Regions from separate parts of the Canis lupus genome. Here region 1 is linked to region 2. A link is a contact called in public Hi-C data. All regions are on one chromosome and are shown on one strand. The core of a region is the stretch at or near the end of the contact, and the rest is flanking DNA. Distances in the headings are between cores, read along the strand shown.

Region 1 (3,826 bases), core at 280-2,779, 97 kb after region 2:
AGTTTCCGATCCATAAGGAATAACTTGGGACACCCGGGTGGCTCAGCGGTTTAGCGCCTGCCTTCAGCCCAGGGTGTGATCCTGGAGACCCGGGATCGAGTCCCACATCGGTCTCCCTGCATGGAGCCTGTTTATCCTCCGTCTGCCTATGTCTCTGCCTCTCTGTGTCTCTTGTGAATAAAATAAAATCTTAAAAAATAAAAAAATCCATAAGGAATAACTTGTAGGATAAGTATATCCCACTTGTGGCTTGGATATACTTAAACTAAAATGACGCTTACTATTTGTCGGAAACTGGACTTTAACTAGGTACCTTGTCTTTTGGCTATTTTACTCAATTTGGCGACCTCACCAGACACTGAAGAGCAAGGCTGGACACCCTCCCCGCTGCCCGATAAGTGACTCCCCGAATGAACTGCCGGGACTCGGTGGGGGGGACATTCGCAGGTGCAGCTGCTTAAAGTTGGCCAAACGGAGCATCCTTGGTCTCAGAAGTTTCAACCAGGTCCCAGGCTTGGAGTGAGGGCCGTCAGGGGTGCTCGGAGAGTGTTAACATCACCTCGGCGTTGACTGTTTAGGTACAAAGGTAAAGGGTAAGAGAGTAGGTCTGACTGTCTTGTTTTGGTTTTTTTTTCGGTTTGGGGGTGATAGGCATTTACATGCACATTTCTGTGAAGCCTCAGGACTGCAGAGGCTATGAGGGGTATGCCAATTGCTGTTTTATGAAAGGGGAGCTTAAGCAGCTGATGCCCAGTCACAAAGCTAAACGGGGTTCCGCGTGCTGGGCAAAGCGGGGTCCTTCCCCCTCCTCTGCAGGGCGAGCTCGCAGAGTTTGCAGTGGGTGCTTGTGCTTCTCTTAGCTCCGCAGCGCAGGTTAACTCAGGAGGCTACACCTCTAGTCCTTAAAGGCTTTGCAGAGGCCTGGCTTAGAGCTGGGCCTCTGAGCTCCCCCTCCACCCGCACCCCCCCCCTCCGCTCCCTGGGAAACTCAGCGTCAGAACTTAGAGCAAAGGCTTGCTTTGGATCAAGAGTTGCACCATCCAGGGGCGCCTGGCTGGCTGGGGCAGTGGAGCATGCAACTCTTGATCTCAGGGTTATAAATCCAAGCCCATGTTGGGTGTAGAGATTACTTAAAAATAAAATCTAAAAAAAACAAAAACAAAAACAAAAACAGAAGTTGCCCCAATTCAGTTTGGAACGGGCTCACTTGCGGAGAGCCTAGTAGCCGAGGACTTTTTGGCTGCTGCAAAAACTCCGCCTCCAGAGGCGGGCTGTTTTGCACCTTTCCGTTGCCCCAGGGGGAAGTTAGGAGGCCACGCCCAAGGACCCCTGGAATAGGCTTCACCCCAGGGGGCTCCTCCCCAACAGTTTATATAAATAGCCCTCCTCCCGGGGACTGCCCCTGGCTGCTTTGGGTGGCACCCATGGGTGGGCAGCAGTAGCCCAGGAGGGTCGCAGGGAGGGAGACCACCGAGGTCTAGGGGCACCGCGGTGGCGCCTGTGTCCCCTGGGACCTCCTACCCTTCCCACTTCCCGTTTCAGGTGTGCCCGCAGCGCCCCTGTGCTTCTACCGGCACAGGACACACAGGGCTTTGTTTCTGCTTTTTGTTTTTGCTTAATGCAAATAAGGTGAAAATATAATAGTATTTTCAAAACACTCTCCAAAGCAACCACTTCCCAGCACCTCCAGGGTACCCTTCCCAGGTCAGCTCCACCTAATGGGGTCCCCTCCCACGGCTCCTGCCAAGGCAGCCACCAGGTCACCCCCCCACCGCCCACCTTGCTGCCCAGGGTCTCGATGCCTTCGCAATGCCCAGGGCACACTCCTAGAGAGTCGCCCGGGCCTGTCGCTCCAGCTGTCCCCCCATATTTTTCCGTGGCTCACCCCTCATGCCTGGGCCAATCAGCTCCACAAGGAAAGCCTGCCCTGACCATCTTTTGAATTCTGGAACCCACCTGCCCCTCATTTCATCTCCCTCACCTGGCTGTCCTTTTTTTTTTTTTTTTTTTTTTTAACATTTTATTTATTTATTTGAGAGAGAGCGAGAGTACAAGCCAGGGGCAGGGGCAGAGGGAGAGGGAGAAGCGGACTCCCCGCTGAGCAGGGAGCCCAAGATGGGGCTTGATCCAGGATCCTAGGACCATGACCCGAGCCCAAGGGGGCTGCTTAACCGACTCAACTACCCAGGTGCCCCTCACCTGGCTGTCCTTATTCCTTCGAACACACCGTTGACCTTACTTCCCCGTCGTGAGTGTGTCTCCCTGCGGGACCTCGAGCCCCCAGAAGGGCAGCCGCTCACCACAGGCACCAAGCAAATGGTTGTCGAAAAAATGAAGGAAGAAAGGAACCAGTGTGCTTTACCACGGTGACGTATGGACCTGGCGCCCGACGTCACCCTTTACTCCGGAGTGGGGGACCACCATCGTTGGCCGGTTGGCCCCCTTGCCTGTTCCCTGTCTTCCTATCACGATCAAATCCTCTGAAAGCCACCGTCACCCCCAACCTGCCCACCCCATACCCTGTCGGTGGGAGACTCTGCATGCATTGGGCACCTCTGCACACAGCAGGCTTCTCATCTGGACAGGGGTGGGGGGGTGGGGTGACTGGCTGTGGGAAGGGGGGCTCATATCCATGCGTTTGCATCATGCTCTGCATAACTGCCTTCCCCCTTGGGACTTGAGGGGTAGCAGCTTGCAGCCCAGCCCTCAGGTGCCTCAGGAATCAGAGAAGGCCTTTTCTGCAGCCCAGGCAAGGGCGGGGTCTGTCTGGGGCCAAGATGAGGGTCCTCAGAGCAGCCTGCTTCTGGGCCGGCCAAGGCTTGCAGTGTCCGCCAGAGGGCAAAGGGCCACGATGGGGCCTCTAGAGAAGTGGGAGAACCTGGCCCCTTCCTTGGCCACAAGGGGCTGGGGAGAGTGGGTTCAGAGGGCAGATGTCCTCCTGCCCCGGGCGGCAGTGGTGGTGGTGGTGGGGGAGGTGTTCTCCTTGGGGACCATCTCCACCCCCCAGATGGCCAGTATCCGGGAGGCCAGGTCACAGGGTGGAGCTTCTGGTCACAGAGAGGGTGGGGATGGAGGCCTGGCTCCCCAGATGCTGGGCCTTCCTTCCTCTTTCTGGGAAAAGGGGGAGCCGCCCCATAGGCCCTGGGAGCTTGCCCAAAGGCCTCCACGCCTGGATCCTGCACCTGAGCCGTTGAGCAGGGGAGGAAGTGCCAGTTCAGGGGGCAAACTCAGGCTTGTCCCCCTCTGCCAGCTGCAGAGTGGAGGTGAGCAGGCTCACAGGGAGCTCTGAGGAAGAACCCTGTCCACCTGGCAGTCCTTGGAGGGAGGCCTCCCTGGGGAGCCCCCTGTCCACCCCAAGGCAAGTGAGGAACGGCTTTCCCCAGCACCACCCAGCAGGTGCCATGGGTCACCAGGCCTTGTGGGGCTGTAGGCAGGCAGGTGTTCACCCCGGGCCTTGCTGGGAAGCTGTCTGGGTTGGGGGCCAGGTTGGAGAAGTAGGGAGCTGGGTGTCCCATGTGGGGTTTGGGGGCTCCTGGGTGGTGCGGTCTCTTAAGCGACCGACTCTTGATTTCGGCTCAGGTCATGACCTCAGGGTCATGACATGCAAGTCTGTGTCAGGCTCCGTGCTGAGTGTGAAGTCTGCTAAAGTTTCTCTCTCCCTCTCACTCTGTCCCTCTCCTCCGCCGCACACGCGAGCGTTCCTGGCTCTCTCTCAAATAAATAAATCTTATAAAAAATAAAAGAAAGAAAATGTTGGCGTTTGGAGCCAATGGTCAAGAAAGAACTTTTTAGGGCAGCCCGGGTGGCTCAGCGGTTTAGCGCCGCC
Region 2 (4,183 bases), core at 1,104-3,603:
GCAAACACACCACAAGCGGACCCTGCTGCTGGCCGGCCCCCTGCACCGTCCCCTGTGTGTTCAACCCCAAGCCAGAGCACTAGCAAGGGAGACAAGGCAGAGCGAGAGGCAGAACCCAGGTGACGCGTGCACACAACTCTACGGCTCAGCGACGTAGCAACGGGGCTGCCCACACCCATGACATTACGCTGTTCTCCACGAAGCCCCTCTGCACGGTGCTCTGGCTGCTTCCTGACGTCTGCCCCTTCCGTCTCTTTGGTCAAAGACACTGGCGCCCTAAGTGCCCATTCTGCCTCCTGGCCGGCCTTCCTGCGGAGGCTCCTGCCAGCGGCCCAGGGCCTGAGTGAGCCCAGCTTCCCCACCTCTCCCGTGGCCCTCTGAAGCTGGGGTGTTGAGGTGTGAGAGAGGAGCGCTTGCGACCCGCATAGAGGGAGTGGGGCAAGAGCAGCTGCCGCAGCAGGACAAAAGCAAAAGGGCATGCAGTTTCTAAGGGCGGGCCTGTGGGGCTCCTCTCAGGACCAGCCTTCCAGCCACCAGCAGGCTTCTGAGGACTCGGGGTCCTTCTCACTGGAGACGATGGCGGAGACAGCCCTCAGGGGACCCGGCGATGTGGGCAGGGCCGAGCACCCAGCTACCACCCACTCACCCCAGCAAATCCCACTTGTCCCAACCAACCTGGTGAAGTTGCTGCTGCAGGGCCCGGCTCTCCGTCACTATGGCGATCTGGGCCTCCAGGTCCCGGTGAACTGACCTGTACCCAAAATTAGGAGAGCCAATCAACGTGAGACAGGGCAGGCTGCTCCCTGCCAGGTACAGCCAGAGGCCTGCAGGGAAAAGGAAACGTGCAGACAGGAAATGAGCACAGCATCTGCCGAGAGCCTCTCCACACTTCATTCAACCTAAGAGAAAAGCAGCCCGCTGGGAATGAGCAGTCGGGCGCGATGCGCTGTCCGCTCAGGGAGCTGCTCGGAGGGCAGGAACCTGGGCAGCCGGCGTTCCCAGGAAGCCACCTCCTCCTGTCTTGCCCAAGCACAGCGAGAGGTGGGTTTCTCAGGGAGCCCCTGGATGCCCATGCTCAGGTTCTGCTTTCACCACCCCGTGCTAACCACAGCCCTTCCCAGAGGCTTCAGGGCCTCTGATCCCCAGCTCTTTGAACTGCCTCGGCCACATCCTGGCCACTGGAACCTGAAGCCCACCCTGGCCAGAGACTCCATGGCCCTGCCATGAGCACCAAGGGGAAAGACCCCACTGGGCTTATGGCAGCCTAGGGGACAGCAATGCTCCTACCCAAGTCTGCGGGAATACAGCTGTTGCCGGGGGGAGGTGGGTATGGAGGATACACTCCATCCTGCATCCCTTCCCACCCAGGGACATGCAGTTCTCTGTCTCGGGCTGCGGACACACCACACCCAACAGGACACTAGATGCGCGTCCCTGCTAGGGGCTCAGGGACAGCCAAAGCCAGACACGCAAAGTCCACTAGAGGCCGGTGGAGGAGAGAAGCTAAGAGGACCTGAAAGTTTCTGTCCCGCCCCAGAGAACACCATTTCCCCTTTTCTGCTAGGAAATGAGCCGGCTGACAACACAGCTGGACAAAAAGCAGGGTACAGTACAAGCAGCCATGGGATAGAGGATACTGCCCCCATCCCCCGGGATGCTGACATGTTTGTCAGGAAGGCTGCAGATGGTCTCAGAATCCTAAACTGTGCTCTGAAACAGACGCCAGGCAGGTGGTCTGCTGTGCACCCGTCCCCCCTCCTCCGAGTCCCATGGCCTGCTGGCACGGTCCAGGGCCTGTCACAGCTACTTCTTCTCCTAAACAGGCTACTCCCAAAACCTGACTTCCCAAGGACATCTGCTGCCCTGGACTTCTTTTCTCCTGCAGGAGCTCAGACTTGGGTCTGGCCTCTGTCTCTTCCTCCACACTACACCATCACTGGCACCGAGAACGCTCGGCCCAGAAAGCCCAGCCCACTGTCCGGTGCTGGAGCCGGCCTGGCTCCCCTGTGAGGCTTGCCGGCCTGCTCAGAGCCCGCCTCCTCACACCCTCCCCACCACCGCCGGTCTCTCTTCTGCCAACATGACCCTTGTAAAGGGGCCCACAGGAGCGCATGACCATCGTGAGCGAATCAACAACATGTAATACACACCAAGAAGCCTAAAATAGAAGACCATTTCCTAATTCTCACTCAGAGCAAGAGCATTTCCAAGAATACCTTGGGTAAGAGATGACGATGCTCTGCTGCCTGTTCCTGTAATGTGCTCGACCCCCCCACACACACACAGGGGCCACATCAAAGCCGCCTGCCTGCCTGCCTGCGTATGTCACTCAGCCAACTGTACCGCCCCATGGGGCCACTGTCGCGTAGGCAACCATGTGGCTCACCTTATCTTGTGTTGAGATACTAGGGGTGCGCTGGCTGGCCCCTAGCATTCTGTTCCAGATGCCCAGGGAGGTCCAGGTGGAACAGGTAAGCCTTGACTGCTTCAGTGCCGGCCCTCCGCCTCCACTAGGCTCAGCTGCTTCTGCCCCTCTTTCCACAAAGCCTGAGGCTGGGGGGGCCAGGACCAGGGGCTGACCTCCCCCAGCCTTTGAGCTTCACCACCTGCCACTGCTATTCTGACTCTCTCAATGTCACAATCAGAAAGACTCAAAAGCACTGGGGATGCTCCATGCTCCTCATGCAGCCGGCTCTCCGGAGCCCGCTCAGCTGGGAGCAGTGAGTGTGTCCAGCAGTGAGTGTGTCCCCAACACCCATGGGGCTGGCACTGGCTAAGGCTGATGTGAACCATGCCATCCAAGGCTCCTGGACCAGAGGGCAAGACTGAAAGGACCTGGAGGGCAAGACTGAAAGGACCTGGTCTTCTGAGTATCTCTTATTTCTGAAATCTGCCTAAACGTAGATCTATTACTTACAACCTAGGGGCCAGCCATGAGAGGCATGTAGCCCATCCCCGCACATACCAACAGCTCCTCGCCCCAGCTTCCAGCCTGCTTTCGTTACTGACCACTAACAAGCTTTTTTAGACCTGTTTTTCCTAATTGCCAGCCCCAAAGGAAATCCTGCTCTCACGGAATCATATCTGCGTGCTACACAAAGGTGTACCCAGATTCTATGTGTAACGAGACGAGAGCTTTTCAGTACCCACCCGCCACCATCGCCCCATTGGGAAGGCATGAGAGACACCTGTCTTTCAGCTTTCCTCTCTGGCCCTGGCTGGCCTTGGAGAGCATGTGCGAGTGAAGGGCAGCACGTATCTTGAACCTACTGGCCACCTTGGTGAGACCTGCAACTGCCCCACCACTTCCCCCTGTAGACCCATGTGGACTGGGATCTTTCTCCACATAAAGACCACAGATGTTGAAGCCACGTGGTACCCATGCCCCAGGAGATCAAGATAATGCCCCATGAACAGCCCTTCCAGGTGCAAGCTCTCTGAAGGCGGGACGTTTCTGCTGCTGGGAAAGACCTAAAGGACAGCCGGGAAACCTCCATTCAGGGAGGGACTCCCAAGGGTGCATCCCTTGCTCTGGGCCTGAGCACAGAGGCTGAGAGGCAGGCTGGGGCCTCTACACACTTCCCAGCAGGGCCATAAGCCTGTTATCAAGCCCTGACCTTTGTGCCCAACGCCTCTACCAACCTAGCACCCATAAGACTAGGAGCCACTCGGCAGAGCCACAGGAGTGACAGCACAAGAGAGGACTGGCCGTGGGCAGCCCTCAGCCCAAGGGAGCACGCTGGGGTACACAGATGACTGGACGGAATCCCAAGACTTCTGCGGGCTCCCAGCTCTTCAATGAGAGCCCTCACTCCCTCACCCTGGGCCTCCTCTCCTGCTCTGCCCACACCTACACTACAGTCCCTTTTCCACACGGTCCAGCGCTGTGCATGAGCAAACCAGGTGGCCCCAGGGCTCTCACAGCGCTCCCTCGCCAGGCCTCTGACCTTTCCCATGGGCCCGGCCACCTCCAGGCCTTACTCCCTCCCGACCTGCCCCCCTCACTCCTCCTCATGCCCAGCAGTCTCAGGGCCTCATATTCCTGTTCTCTCCACCTGAACCCTCCAGCCAGGGTCTGTGCTTGGTGAATGTCCCCTCTGCAGACAGGTCTTCCCAACCCGCCACCTAACCCCCAGATCCGGCCCAGATCCCTCCTCCTGCTATGGTCATAACCCGTTCCATC

What was found. Hi-C and Micro-C count contacts between places; a contact is called where the count stands out from the background.
Region 1: a Hi-C map of blood shows a contact between it and region 2, with 2.4 times the contacts expected there. The contact joins two enhancer-like sites. A contact is called at or near these places in 2 of 9 Hi-C or Micro-C datasets (blood and skin fibroblasts).

The regions. Positions count from the first base shown.
Region 1 is chr9:3,793,927-3,797,752 of UU_Cfam_GSD_1.0, forward strand. No RefSeq gene overlaps it. Among named protein-coding and RNA genes, the nearest start is that of TMEM235, 34 kb to the right of the region's middle. Within about 2 kb of position 1,530, at least 2 of the 20 cell types and tissues checked have an H3K27ac peak or open chromatin away from gene starts, as enhancers often do. A contact at or near this core is called in blood, where this site is marked.
Region 2 is chr9:3,695,843-3,700,025 of UU_Cfam_GSD_1.0, forward strand. PGS1 (CDP-diacylglycerol--glycerol-3-phosphate 3-phosphatidyltransferase, mitochondrial) reads right to left here. Exons shown (of 10, transcript XM_038546455.1): 8 at 676-751. Among named protein-coding and RNA genes, the nearest start is that of PGS1, 27 kb to the right of the region's middle. Within about 2 kb of position 2,354, at least 5 of the 20 cell types and tissues checked have an H3K27ac peak or open chromatin away from gene starts, as enhancers often do. A contact at or near this core is called in blood, where this site is marked.